2 separate regions of the Gossypium hirsutum genome follow, and region 2 is linked to region 1. Evidence: chromatin contacts called from public Hi-C data. All regions are on one chromosome and are shown on one strand. Each heading gives the region's core, a stretch centred on a gene start, on an enhancer-like site or on the middle of the called end of the contact. The rest is flanking DNA. Distances are from core to core; before and after follow the strand shown. Region 1 holds the start of LOC107887465 (phytosulfokine receptor 1). Region 2 holds the start of LOC107886339.

Region 1 (6,431 bases), core at 2,097-4,596:
TTAAACAAAGGCATGCGATTTCAAGAACCCGCAACATTTCCTTATCATGCTGCTTGCCATAGATAAACGGGTCAAAAACCTCACTCTCCTTGTTTTCCATCTTCATGCGAATCACCCAAGAGATCAAATCCCGGGTACCTTTTGGCTTGCACATATCCATGGGCCTTTTTCCGGTCAGAAGCTCCAAAAGCACTACCCCGAAACTGTACACATCACCTTTATAGGTTGCAACTGAAGCTTGTCCGTACTCAGGAGGAATGTAGCCTAATGTTCCTACCAGATCAGTGGTGACATGGGTATCATAGGGAAGTATGAGCCTTGCAAGACCAAAATCGGCCAAGTGAGCTTTAAAATTCTCATCTAAAAGAATGTTACTTGACTTTATATCTCTGTGAAGAATATGAGGCTCACATGACTGGTGCAAATAAGCTAGACCCCTAGCTGCCCCTTGTGCAATTTTCAGCCTTGTTTCCCAACCAAGCAAGGATGATCCATCAACCTTCTCATGCAACCAATAGTCCAAGCTACCATTCTCCATGTAAGAATATATTAAGAGCCTATCATTTTTATGCATGCAATATCCTTGTAGATGGACAAGATTTGGATGCTGAGCTCTTGAAAGTGCTTCAACTTCAGCACGGAATTCTCTATCCATCTGACCACAATCACCAGAAAGCCGTTTAATGGCAACCTTACGACCATCTGGGAGAGTGCCTCTATAAACCAGACCAAAACCACCACAACCGATGATATTTGCTTGGTCAAAATTGTTGGTTGATTCCAAAAGGTCATCAATGCAAAGCTCCTTGTAGGATTCCCAATTTTGGAAGAGCACCACTAGCCTTGAACTGAGTTCTTCTAAATTTTTATCATTGGTGTCAGGCTCCTCTTTCTCGGGATCGACCTCGTTGCGTTTATGTGTACGCAGAACAAACAAATACATAAGGCCAATCAAAAGGGCTGTCCCAAATATGATTCCAACAACCATTCCAATGATGATATCTTTGTTCCTTCTTGATCTTTTTGGAGACACATGTTCACTTGTATTATCTTGACAACTGAACCGATGATCACCACAAAGATTGTTTCCTTCAAAGCTTGAATTCGGGAATGTCTGAAATTGACCTCCAGAAGGAATCTTCCCATAAAGTCGATTGTAGGCAACATTAAAGATAGACAGAAAACTGAGACTTTCCAGTGAAGGTGGTATGGTCCCAGTTAAGTCATTATGTGATAGATCCAGAATCTCCAAGCTGCTCATCTCAGACAAATTTTCCGGAATCGGTCCAGAGAGATTATTGAATTTCAAATCAAAAACAATAAGCTTTTTCAGATTCCCGAACTCAGGCCAAACTGGTCCACTAAGAAAGTTGTGACCAAGTTCAAGTGTTGGTGGAAAACTCCAAATTTGATTATACTGCAATCCCCTCGCACTTTCATTCCTTTTCATGAAGAAAGGGAAATCTGGTGAAGGTTCCTCCAGTGAGATATTTCCATGAATGAGGCTCGGTAATTCAGTTAAACTCTTAGGGATCTCTCCAGTAAACGAATTGTTCGATAAGTCCAAGTAAAACAGATCCCTATAGCTTCCCAACCATGGCGGAAGTGCTCCATTCAGATGGTTCCATGACAAATCCAACAACTGCAATGCAGAAATCTTGCTCAACCATTGGGGAATTGAACCTCTAAGTTGACAGCTTGCAATAACAAGAACCTTCAACTTTTCAAAGTGCAGATTAGGATCATCAGGTAATGTTTCACCAGGGAAATTCAAGGTGAGAACCAAAGCAGTTAGGTTCCTACACTGCTGCAGAATTTGAAGAGCAGAGGAAAGATTATGGAGGCTCGAATTCGAGAGGGAAAGATAAGAGAGGCTATGGAATTGTTTGAAGCTCTCAGGGATTTGGCCACTGAAATTATTGCGGGCAAGGTTGACATCTTGCAATTGTCTGCATAAGGGAAGATTATCAGGCACAGGCCCAGTGAACTTATTGGTAGCCAAATCCAGAGAATTCAAAGTAACCATAGCAGAGCAATTAAGATATATAGAACCCTCCAATGAATTATTCCTCAAATTCAGCAAACTAACGGTTGGAGAATTGGACAGTGAACTGGGAATTCCACCACTAAAGTTATTTGAATTTGCTATAAGATACTGAAATCTCTTTAGCTCACTAAACACATCCGGGATCTCTCCAGAAAAATTATTTGAAGAAATATCTAAACGAACAAGATTAGAGAGATTAGCAATACCAGGACTAAGTTTCCCACCCAAGTTGTTATCTTGAAGCCCCAGACGTCTCAAATTTTGAAGCTCAAAGATGTCTTCAGTCACCACACCAGTGAGTTGATTTGTGCCAAGATACAGTTCCTCCAAGGAAGAACATTTTCCAAGCCCTGGTGAAATATTACCAGAGAAATAGTTCACTGCCAAACTAAGGAACCCAATTCCAGTGGAGTTAACACATATATGGGAAGGAAGGGAACCCTTCAAGGAATTGGCAGAGATGTTAAGACTTCGAATTGAAGGCAGATTGATGCTTTCTGGGATTAGTCCAGAGAAGTCATTATAGCTCAAGTCAAGTTGCTCTAAATTCGGCATATGAAACAAAGAAAGTGGCAATGAATCTTTAAGGAAATTGTGGGAAAGATTGAGAGTTTTAAGCTGATCCAAACCATACAAAGAATCAGATAATTTGCCTGATAACCTTTTATTGGGCAGTTCCAACTTGATTACTCTACCAGCAGATGGAGGATCACAGGTTATGCCTTCCCAGTCACAACAATCAGCAGAGGAATTTGTCGTCCAACCTTCAAGTGTTTTTGTCAAATTGCCCATGAAATACCGGAGAGCAGTCCAGTCCTTTTGATTGCATGTCAGGTTTTGAGAGCTGAGAAACTGAGGTTGCAACAACAACCCAAGAATAATAACCATAGCCCAGCAGCCTTGAGCCCCCATATCAACAATAAGAGAGCAGCTTTGTATGCTGAGGACGAGAAACAAGCAAACCCCTTTAACCAAAGAAGAATTTTTCCGATGTGGCTTGTGAGATTTGGGGGTCGAGAGAGGGTGAAAGCTCAAAACAGAAGAGATGAGATGAAGGGAAAGGGAAAGGGAAAGGGAAAGGAAGAGCAAAATGGTGGCTTTGACTTCAACACGGATTTGGCCATACCACAGATTTCAATTGTCAAATGAGTGAAATTGAGAGGTGCTTTGCCTTTGGTTTTGCTTCTCTATTCTCATATTGGGGGATTTTTTTATTTATTTAGACTTTAGAGGTTGCTTTGCGCCATTAAAGCCGTTGGCATATGGAAAGCACACAACTATCCGATGGGTTAACCGGTAAACTGTTGGTATCACTGGCGATGGCCGGTCAGCTCACAGATGTGTGCTTTCCATATGCCATTTGACTACTTATTTTTTTATTACAATTTAGTCTGACTTTTTGAATTTCTAAATTAATCAGCTATATTTTTATGATTCAAAATTTAAATAAAAAAAACTAAAGGGAAATAATGAATTCTCTTTGATGTTTAATGTGGATATATCCCTATTATATGTGTGAATATTAATATTTTACTTGTACAATACAAAAAAAAATATTATTGAAAAAATTTCCCTTATACTCTGACAAATTAGGATAAGAACAAAATTAAACCTAAAGCAGCCTAATTAAAGGGCAGCAAAGTTTGGTAATCACTAATGACATTTATTAGGGAAATAGCCTAAATGCCTCCCAAGAAAACAATATATAGGATGAGAAAATTTCCATGTAAAAAATATGCTTAAATGAAAAATTGTTAAGTTATTTCAATTGTAGGTCTTTTCCTCATAAATTACATTTAAACTATCAACTTCATCTTATTTTACTCTAAAACATAATATTATTTAATAAAAATGTAACACATGATATATTTTTATTAAATGTTGTACACTTTTTATGGTAAAATAAGATGGAATTTATATTTTATGTATTATTTTTACCTCCAATAAAATTTTAGGTGCCTAATGAGAAATGTGATATAATTTGGGAACAATTGTATAGTTAGCTTAAAAATATAATTATTAAAAATTTATATAAAAATTAAAGATTATACTATTTAGATAATTTCCCAAGTTTTAATGCATTCTTGTTTTGGTCACAATTTCGTTGTTGTTAATTTAGTCACTTTAGTTAGATTAATTGTAATTTTTAATCTCTCCACGTTAAAATATCTTTGGCCAACACATGAAATATTAATATGGCTAGACATAATAACAAAGTTAGCTTTTAATATTTTCTATCAATTTGTTCCTAATTCTAAAAATTTAATAAAATTAACCCACAATGTTTACACATTATATCAATTCAATCCTAATTTTAGAAAATCATAAAATTTTAATTAAAAATACATAAAAGTTTCAAAATTAAAAATATTTAAAAAATACATAAATAAAACAAATAAAAATAAAAAAATTTTAATTTTCATTAACTAAAAAGTTACATTAAAAATAAAGCTTTGTTTATTTTCGAGTTTGATTTTGATTGTTGGAGCCTGCCTGCGGTTTCCTTTTAGAAATTGATAGTGGAGTTTGATTTGGCAACAGGTCCAAGTCGCAGGCGTGAGTTAATTGTTTAATAGTGGCGTCTATGTGCAGTTGAGGTGTTGTTGGTTAAAATTAAATTAATTGATGGAATTGATTTAATTAAATTAATTAGATAGTGATTGAATTTAATTTGATTGAAAATTGATTGATAATTTTTTTAAATTTCAGTTATAAGATTAATTTGCTTTAAAATCAGATAATTAATTGAATTAATCGAAATAACCAAAATAAATAATATATTGAACTATTAAAAAAATGAATATTAGCAACATATTTTTTTTATATATTTTATACTTATTTTAATTAAAAGACAAAAATATATAAATTTCGATAATTTGATTAACTGAAATATACCGGTTAAGTTATTATATTTGAAAAAATTTCGATTCAATTAGTGGTTAAAAATTTTTACATTTTGGATAATTTGGTTAATAGTAATTCAATTTAGTTAATAACCGAACCAACCATTTGAATACGCCTAGTGGCCAAGGCTCATAAGATTGTCCTATATATGCCCTACAAATATAGTTCCAAATTATTAACTCCAAGCTTAAGTACCTCTACTCTTATTTCTATGAATTTTTAAAATCAGAATCAATTTGACATAATGTGTAAACATTACATGTTATATGTTAAATTTATTAAATTTTTAGAATTAAGATTAAATTAACAAAATATATAAAATGTTAAGAATTAAATTTGTTATTATATTCAACCATATCAGCATTTTATGTTGTGACCAAAAGTATTTTAATAATAGAGTGAATAAAAGTTACAATTGATCTAATTGAAGTAACTAGATTCACAAAAAAATTTGGTGACCAAACCAGGAGATTGCTAAGACTTGGATAGTTATCTGAATAGTTTACCCAAAATTAAAAAAATATTTTGATTAAAATAGTAAAATTAAATACATCCTAGATTCAAATCTCTTTTTTTTTTTTTTTGAATGAAACTCACTAGTTATATTGAAACTGGGCCAAAACAAAACAAACCCAAACAATACAATGACCAAGACGAAACCAAATAAACAAAAACCAAAACAAACTCAACACAAACAGACAACGAATGACAAAACAAAGTCTTAACAAAACAACCCAAAGAAAAACCCAAGACAAACCCAAAACACACAATAAAATCAAGAAACAGCCCAAAATACTCTAACCAGCAAAAAAAACGTCAAAAGGGATACTCTAAAGCCTTCTTGCTCCAGCTGGAAACCAATAAATAAACCCCCTTGAAAGCAACAAACATTAAAAATTAATTATCATCCATCAAATCATCAGCTAACCGTTTCAAAAGCCCCCCAAAAACTTTCTTGAGTACTTCACCTTTCTTTAATGCTCTTTCAAAAGTTAGATTTCAAAAACCAATTTCTTCTTCTTCGTCAACCCTCCGTCCTCTCAGTTCTCCCATGTTCTCCATCCTCCTTCGGTCCTCAGCCACTAGACCCGTCGCTCCAGGCGGTACCAAATTCTCCAGATAAGTTGATTTCCTCATTATTATTCCTTCAGATGCAATTATATGCGCAACCTTATTAGCTTTTCTATTTGTAAAAAGGAAAACACAAGTCTGAAAACCTAAACTTAGGCTTTTAGAGTCCTTAATAAACGCAGTAATCTCAGATCTATCCTCTTGCTCCTTTTGTAGTTTACGAATCACCGACCGCGAATCCCCCTCGATCTTTACCTCCCTCAAACCAAGGTGTATGCTAAGTTGCATCGCTTGAAAATAAGCCACCGCTTCTGCAACAAAGACAGACGGTATGTTTGAATTCATTACTGTTTTTAAAAAAAGAACATCCGCTTTAGCATTTCGGATAACTAACCCAGAACACAATTCT
Region 2 (7,153 bases), core at 2,798-5,297, 820 kb after region 1:
TTAATGATTTTCATTAGGAAAATTACAGAAAAAAGAGACTACTAAGATAAGATGCACGACTGCTATGAACAGTGAACACATGTCTTTTAAGCATATTTTAATTTTACTCATAAATTTAAAGAAATATCCAATCAGTTTTTGAGAAACGCGTTTTTTTTTTAATTATAGAGTGAATTAAATTGTGGATGATATTTCTCTATGGTAATATTAAGAGTTTAGTGTCATCGATAAAAGTTTTTTATTTTTATAAAATAGTATATTATTTTTAAAGATAATTTTATTTTCACAAAAATTTTAAATAAAATTATATATTATAGAATTTGAAATCAAGATTATAATAAATCTAACTTCATCATTTGAATTAAAGCCATATTTAATTTTTATATCAAATTTTTTAAAATTTATAATATGAATTTATACGTAGATATCTCATAATTTAGTATAAATAAAAATATCAAGTAAATTAATTAATTATAAAATAAATTTCAAAATTACATATGAATTTTAATCTTGTGTAATTTTATATATGACATTCTAATTTGTTTCAATATTTATAAAACCCTAATATCAATATCAATATAACACCATTTTATTACATATTACACAACCAATAATTATATTTATCTAATATAAAAATAAATAGAAATATTAATTTCTTTAAATATGTACAATTGAATCAAAATCAAAATTTTAAATACACATTTGAACTAAAATCAATGTTTAAAGTGTATAATTACACCAAATAAAAGTTTACGTATTAAATTACACATTGAATTTAAATACATGATAATTTTTTAAAATTAAAAATAAGGATAAAACAACATTCAAAATATGAACTTGTCAAAAATTTTCAACTTGATTCTGATTTTTTTAGTTCTTGTTATTATTATTATTTTTATATTTTCAATATCTATTTTATAGTTTATGTTTAATGCTTATCGTTGTTCCTCTTTACGATGTTTTATTCAAGGTTTAAACTGTTTTTTTTATGTTAGAAGTGTAATATATATCCTAATTTTATTTCTAAATTTTAATTTTATTAAAATATGATAATGTGATGGTGTTATATTTTATATTACGAATGTTAAAAATATAAAATATATACCTTTTAAAAATTTTAATGATTGAAATAAAAGAACAAAAACTCCATTTATCACTGTGTCAAAAAATAAAAATTCTCTTTAATTGCTTATCCCTATTAAATTAGGTCAGTTTTAAAGCTTTAGGCACGGTTTGTGTTGCTTTTAATGAAATAGGCATTGAAAGAACCCACCCCACCCCCACCCCCCCCTTCCCCCCAAAAGAAAACAAAACCCACCTAAGCGATTATGTGCTTTTTAAAGCCCTTATCTATTCCTGAACTTTATCTAACACACAACCACAACACTAAAAATAAGTATTTGTTAATTTTGGAAAAATTATTTATATATAAGTGGAGTTTTTTTTGAAAGTGCTAATAATACAATTCAAGCATAATACAAATATATATTTGAATAATCACAAGTACTAAATTATTACAATATAAAAAAATTATCTAAATAATTATAAAGTAAAGCATATAATTAGACTAGAAATTATTATAATCTAAACTAAAACTTACGAAGTGAAGTAAAACCTGCAATGATAATTACACATGATAAAACTAGGAGATCAATAAATATGATTATACATAATGAAATCTCGAACTTAGGTATTCAGAATATAAAAAATATTTGTATTTACCAATTGTGTGAAAGCCTCTTTAGTTTGTAGGTGAAGTTCTTTTTTTTATAGAATACCTACATTTATTTATAACTTCTCTTGAATCTTTAAATTAAAAAAATAGGTTATGTTCTAAAATTTATTTTTGTTAAATTTTATAAACGGGTAGAAGAAAAGATATATTGAAAAACTAAAATTAAATAAAAATAAGATAATACGTGATAATATTTAAAATTCATTTATAAAAAAAAATTACAAGTTGTGTGGATGAGTTTCAAAAAAATTAATTGCTACAGGTTTACGAGAAGCGGTCTCTAAAATCTCAACTTGATTTTAGTCAAAAGATGAAATGTACGAATTGGGTAATATTATAATTAGCATTGCAATGCATCTATTAATTATTCAGCAAATTGTTTTTTGGTAGAATCAATAAAATATATTGTCAACTGAGGCATTAGGAGAACTTGTGGCTTTTGGGTGAGTTGAGGAGTTGTTTATGGCATGTTTAAGAATTGATTCTATTCTTATTGGGATAATTAAAAAGAGATCCATATCACATCAAATACAAAGAAAAGTCCAAGGTGGCAAAGTAGCATAAGTGGAGAGTTTCCACATTTCACCAATCACCACTTTCAACCCTTGTGGGTTCATTCCTAGATGTTTAAAATTTTCTAATTCCTTCTAACACAAGTTAGTTAAGTTAATTTCAATTGAGATCATTGAAAAAACACTTGTGGAGCTTAAAGGAATAGTGAATGATTCGATTAATTGAGATTTTTGATATTTTTATTTTTATTGAATTAAAAGAATGTAGTTTATTACTTGTATTTTTAAATAATATTACCTCAATCCAAGTTTAATGACAATGTTTTTTTTTAAATGTAAATTTAATGACAATGTTAAAACTTCTTTCTCAATAATAATAATAATAATAATAATAATAATAATAATAATTAACCAAAAAATATCAAAATAATAATGAAACTACTGTGTACTTTATTACATCAAAATATATTTTAATCTTCATTTAATGTTTTTCGAATCGAACTGATAGTTGAGTTGATTAGGTTATCGATTCTTCATTTGATTGGTATGTCTGGTTAAAATTAAATAAATTATTAAAATATTATAAAAATTTTAAAATGAAAATAATAAAATCATAAAAACTGGTTCAACTGCCGGTCAACCAATCCGATCTAGTTCAAGAGTCAATTGGTTTTTTCCTTGTTTTGAATCGTTGTATCGACTAATTCCCAGACTAATCAATTCGACCAACTGGTTTAATTTTTAAAGCACTACTTTTAACATTAACTCAAATAAAGTTTTAATTTTTAATTATATTTAAACGACTATTTTACTAAAAAACTACTATGTTAATATTTATTGAATTAAGTGAAAATGCATTAAATAAAAAACTAAAAATAAAAAAATTTGATTATGCTTTTATTGCATCAAAATTTATGCTATTATTTAAGTATGTAAAAGAGTTGGTGTTAGAGTTAACTAGAAATCAACTCAATTATGAAAAATACTAAAAAAATTAATCGTTTAAAATTAATAAATATTATTATAAAATGTTTTGTATTTTCATTGCTTTATATAAAATTTATATTAAAAAAAAGAGATAACATTTCTATCAAACATATTAAAATTTTAACTTTATCATTTTTATGAAAGTATGTTTAATAAAAGTTTTTTTTATAAGCAAGTTACCATATTTTTCTTATGATTCAATTGTTAAATAAATAATTTACAACAATATTTTTAATATTGAATTTTTCTTTGACCCACGTGATAATATAATAACATTTTGAAAACACGTTAAATAAAGCTTTCTAACCTGATAACATTTCAGCATGTCATAGCAATTGACAATACAAGATGGAAAGCAATTGAAATGTATTTAATATTCTTACACTAATGTATTTACATATTTAAATTTATATTTACTCACAATTTAGATTAACTTGTTTTATTTTAATTTCATATGTAATTATTAATTTCAAACCATATGTTTAATTATTTATTAAATGCTATTTTTTAACCACACATATATTATAAATATATTATTTCCACATGCATACATGTATGATGCAATTACTAATATATTTTAACCTTTTAACTTACACCCAAATAATGCATTAAAACATAAAAAATTAATACAACAAAAATATTATTTAAATATAATAAAAACAAAAAATAATGGAAAATAAGTCATAATTATTTGATATTTTAATGTATTTATTATTGAAATTTAGCATTTCATACATTATCAATAATTTTTTTAATTCTATAAAAAGAATTCAAATATTGGAGATATCATTTTTTAATATAATTTTTTAATTTTTTACTCACCTTAAAAAATATCACTTTATAAATTTATCTTATAAAGTTTAATATTTTTACTCATTGTTTTTCATTATAATAAAGCTTTTGATTGAGTTAATGTTACTTATAAACTTGGTCACTCAGTTGAGAAATGATCAAAAACCTATTTTTTTTAAAGAAAAAAATGTCGAATTCTCTCTGTGAAAATGTTGATCCTGGACTATCCACTGTGGAGGAGATGATCCCTAAGAAAGTTAGATTCAGAGACAAGGAGAAAGCAACGAGTAATGACATGCTGATCGAGTTGCCTCTAGATCAACCTACTTCTTGGAGAGACATGCTCGTCAGCCAATCTTCAAAGGGTGATTCCAATGTGGATGGGAAGGAAGTTATTGATTTTTTGGAAGGGGACATTCAGAAATCCGTTGTGAATGGCATGCCTTCAATTACTTTTTCGGACCAAATTCATCAAATCCTTATTCAGGGTATGAATAATAATGTGATCTTAAAACTCCTAGGTCGTAACATTGGTTTTTTGATTTTGCAGAACAAAATTTACAGCATATGGAGACCTTCAGGCCCTATTCACATGATGGACATTGAAAACGACTATTTTCTAGTCAAATTCCATAACAAATTGGATTGTGATAAGGCTCTCTCTGAAGGATCGTGGACTATTTTCGGCCAATATTTGACTGTTCAGCCTTGGACGAGGGCTTTTGACTCTACACAGGCTTACCCAAGTGTAGTAGTGGCATGGATTAGACTCCCTGCTCTTCCTAGTTATTTATATAACCGTAAAATCATTACTGAAATTGGAGAATTGGTGGGCAAAGTGGTCAAGTTAGATATGAATACTGATAGCAGGACGAGGGGGTTGTTCGCTAGAATGGCGGTATACGTCAACTTAGAAAAGCCGTTGGTGTCTCAAATCTTGGTAAATGGCCGAACACAAATGGTAGAATATGAGTCCCTTTCTACTATCTATTTTCATTGTGGAAGGTATGGACATGTGGAAAACATGTGTAACTTCAAAATTCCAGAATCTACGGTGGTGGTAAACATGGACTAGCATGAGATAGTACCAGAATTTCAAAAATCGAACGTTGAAGGATCAGAAAAGAAAGATGGCAACTATGGGCCGTGGATGATTGTAGAAAGGAAATCAAGGCGCAAAGTAAGGGATAATCCGTAGAAATTAACCGAAATTCAGGAGAAGGAGAAGGTAGGCTCCCGATTCAGTGGCCTTGCTAACGGGGATTTGACTAATGAATTTTAGGATAGGGAATTGGCAGATTTGCGGAGGTCTAAAGGGAAAGAATTATTAATTAAAGGTCAACGCAAGACATTTTCGAGAAAAAGGCAGCTGAAATCAATAAAAAAATCTCAAACGGTAATTTTAAAGAGTCGGGCCCCAAAATTTCTCTAGGCCCAAATAACAAAAAGAATAAAGAACAATTTTTGGGATAAGTTCGGCCCATATGACCAGTAATAGAATTGTGCAGAATTCAGAGGTATTTACCTCTGGATTGGGCGTGGGGGTTTCTTCACCTAAGCAGGTCTAGGGCATGTTGGATCATGAAGCCCAGGCTGAAGGGAACCAGTAGGGTTCGTTTGCTCCCAACAGCAATAGTCGTCCCTTTGCAGCGCCGGTAGTTGTTCCTGAGCAGGCCATCGATGAGGTTATCTTGCATGACGAAAGGGAGACTTCAGTGCTCCAGAGTATACCAAGTTTAAAGGAGGTAGTTAGAGGAGAAGAGGTAGTCGAAGTTGGCAATCTAGATTCCGAAAAACACACAACTGTGGTTTTCTTTGAAAATAAAGAACCCCTTTCCATGAACACTCTCTTGGATCAGAAGGGATTTCTTGATTCGAGCAAAGAAATGAAGTTCAGGAGCAGATCGAATAAGCAGAATAAAAGATTTCGTGGGACAAATGTAAGGTTCAAAAACGCTAGCTCCCCTCGTGTCTTTTTTAAAAAATCTATAGAGAATCTTGCTGAGAGTATATCGAGTATCTCAAAAGAAAATTTTGGTACTGGTTTATTTTCCAGAAACGATGAGAAGATGAATGGGTGTATAATCCCTAAACAGTATGACTATTGAAGGTTTTTGGTTTGTCCCTCTTGATTTTTTATTTACGTGGGTTTTGCTTTTTGGGCTTTTATTATTTTTATATTCTTATTATATTATTTTGATGATGCCTAATTTAAAAATTTTCTCGTGGAATTGTCAAGGGTTGCTAGTAGAAGTTTTATTAGAGCATTTCGTGAATATAATTCGAAATATAGTCTAGATATTGTTTGCCTAGTTGAACCAAGAGTAAACAATAAAAAAGCCAATTTTATTATTGAGTAATTGGGCTTTAATTTTTCTCATCGGGTTGAAGCCGTTGGATTTTCAGGTGGCATCTGGGTAGGATGGAAAAATTCTCTTTATATTCAAATCATTAGTAGTCACTCTCAATTCATTTTTCTTCGTGTTGATAATTTAATTTTCAATAAGTCTTTTCCAATCTCTTTTGTTTATGGTAACCTTGACAGGATGAAACGCAAGCTTCTTTGGGAAGGGTTAAAATCTGCCTCCCCAGCCCAATCCATTCATTGGCTTATCATGGGAGATTTTAATGCTATCATATCTTCTAAGGACAAGAGAAGTCCCTCTAATCCTAGAAAATAGTGTGAATTATTTGGAAATTTCATTGATTCTTGTGCTTTACAGGACTTAGGTTTTAGTGGACCTTCATTCACTTGGCAATGAGGTGACACTTTTGTAAGATTAGATCGAGCCTTAGCAAATGATGAGTGGATGTTAACTTCCACAGTGTTCAGTTCAACACCTCACTCGTACTAAGTCTAATCATTGGCCACTTTTACTTTTCAATGACCCGGTTCGGAACGTTTCTAAAGGTTGACCTTTCAGTTTTTTAGCGGGATGGACACAACACAACACTTTTCCCACATTCCTTAAAGATAAGTGGAATTTTACGAGTGATATGGTTGATTCTCTCAATAATTTGACCTCTTCTGTTAAAATTTGGAACATGAATGTGTATGGTTTTTTGGGTGCACGTAAGCGTCATTTTATGAGATCCCTTAATAATATTCAAAAGGCCATTGACCATT

The links. A called contact is a pair of places that touch in the nucleus more often than the background predicts.
Region 2: a contact with region 1 is called in a Hi-C map of leaf, with 3 times the contacts expected there. The contact joins the promoter of LOC107886339 here to the promoter of LOC107887465 in region 1. A contact is called at or near these places in 3 of 34 Hi-C or Micro-C datasets (all in leaf).

What each region holds. Positions count from the first base shown.
Region 1 is chrA03:72,572,274-72,578,704 of Gossypium_hirsutum_v2.1, forward strand. LOC107887465 (phytosulfokine receptor 1) reads right to left here and starts at 3,347. Exons shown (of 1, transcript XM_016811728.2): 1 at 1-3,347. The coding sequence starts at 2,959.
Region 2 is chrA03:73,393,323-73,400,475 of Gossypium_hirsutum_v2.1, forward strand. LOC107886339 reads left to right here and starts at 4,048. Exons shown (of 2, transcript XM_016810247.2): 1 at 4,048-5,966; 2 at 6,572-7,153. The coding sequence starts at 4,181. The coding sequence ends at 5,101.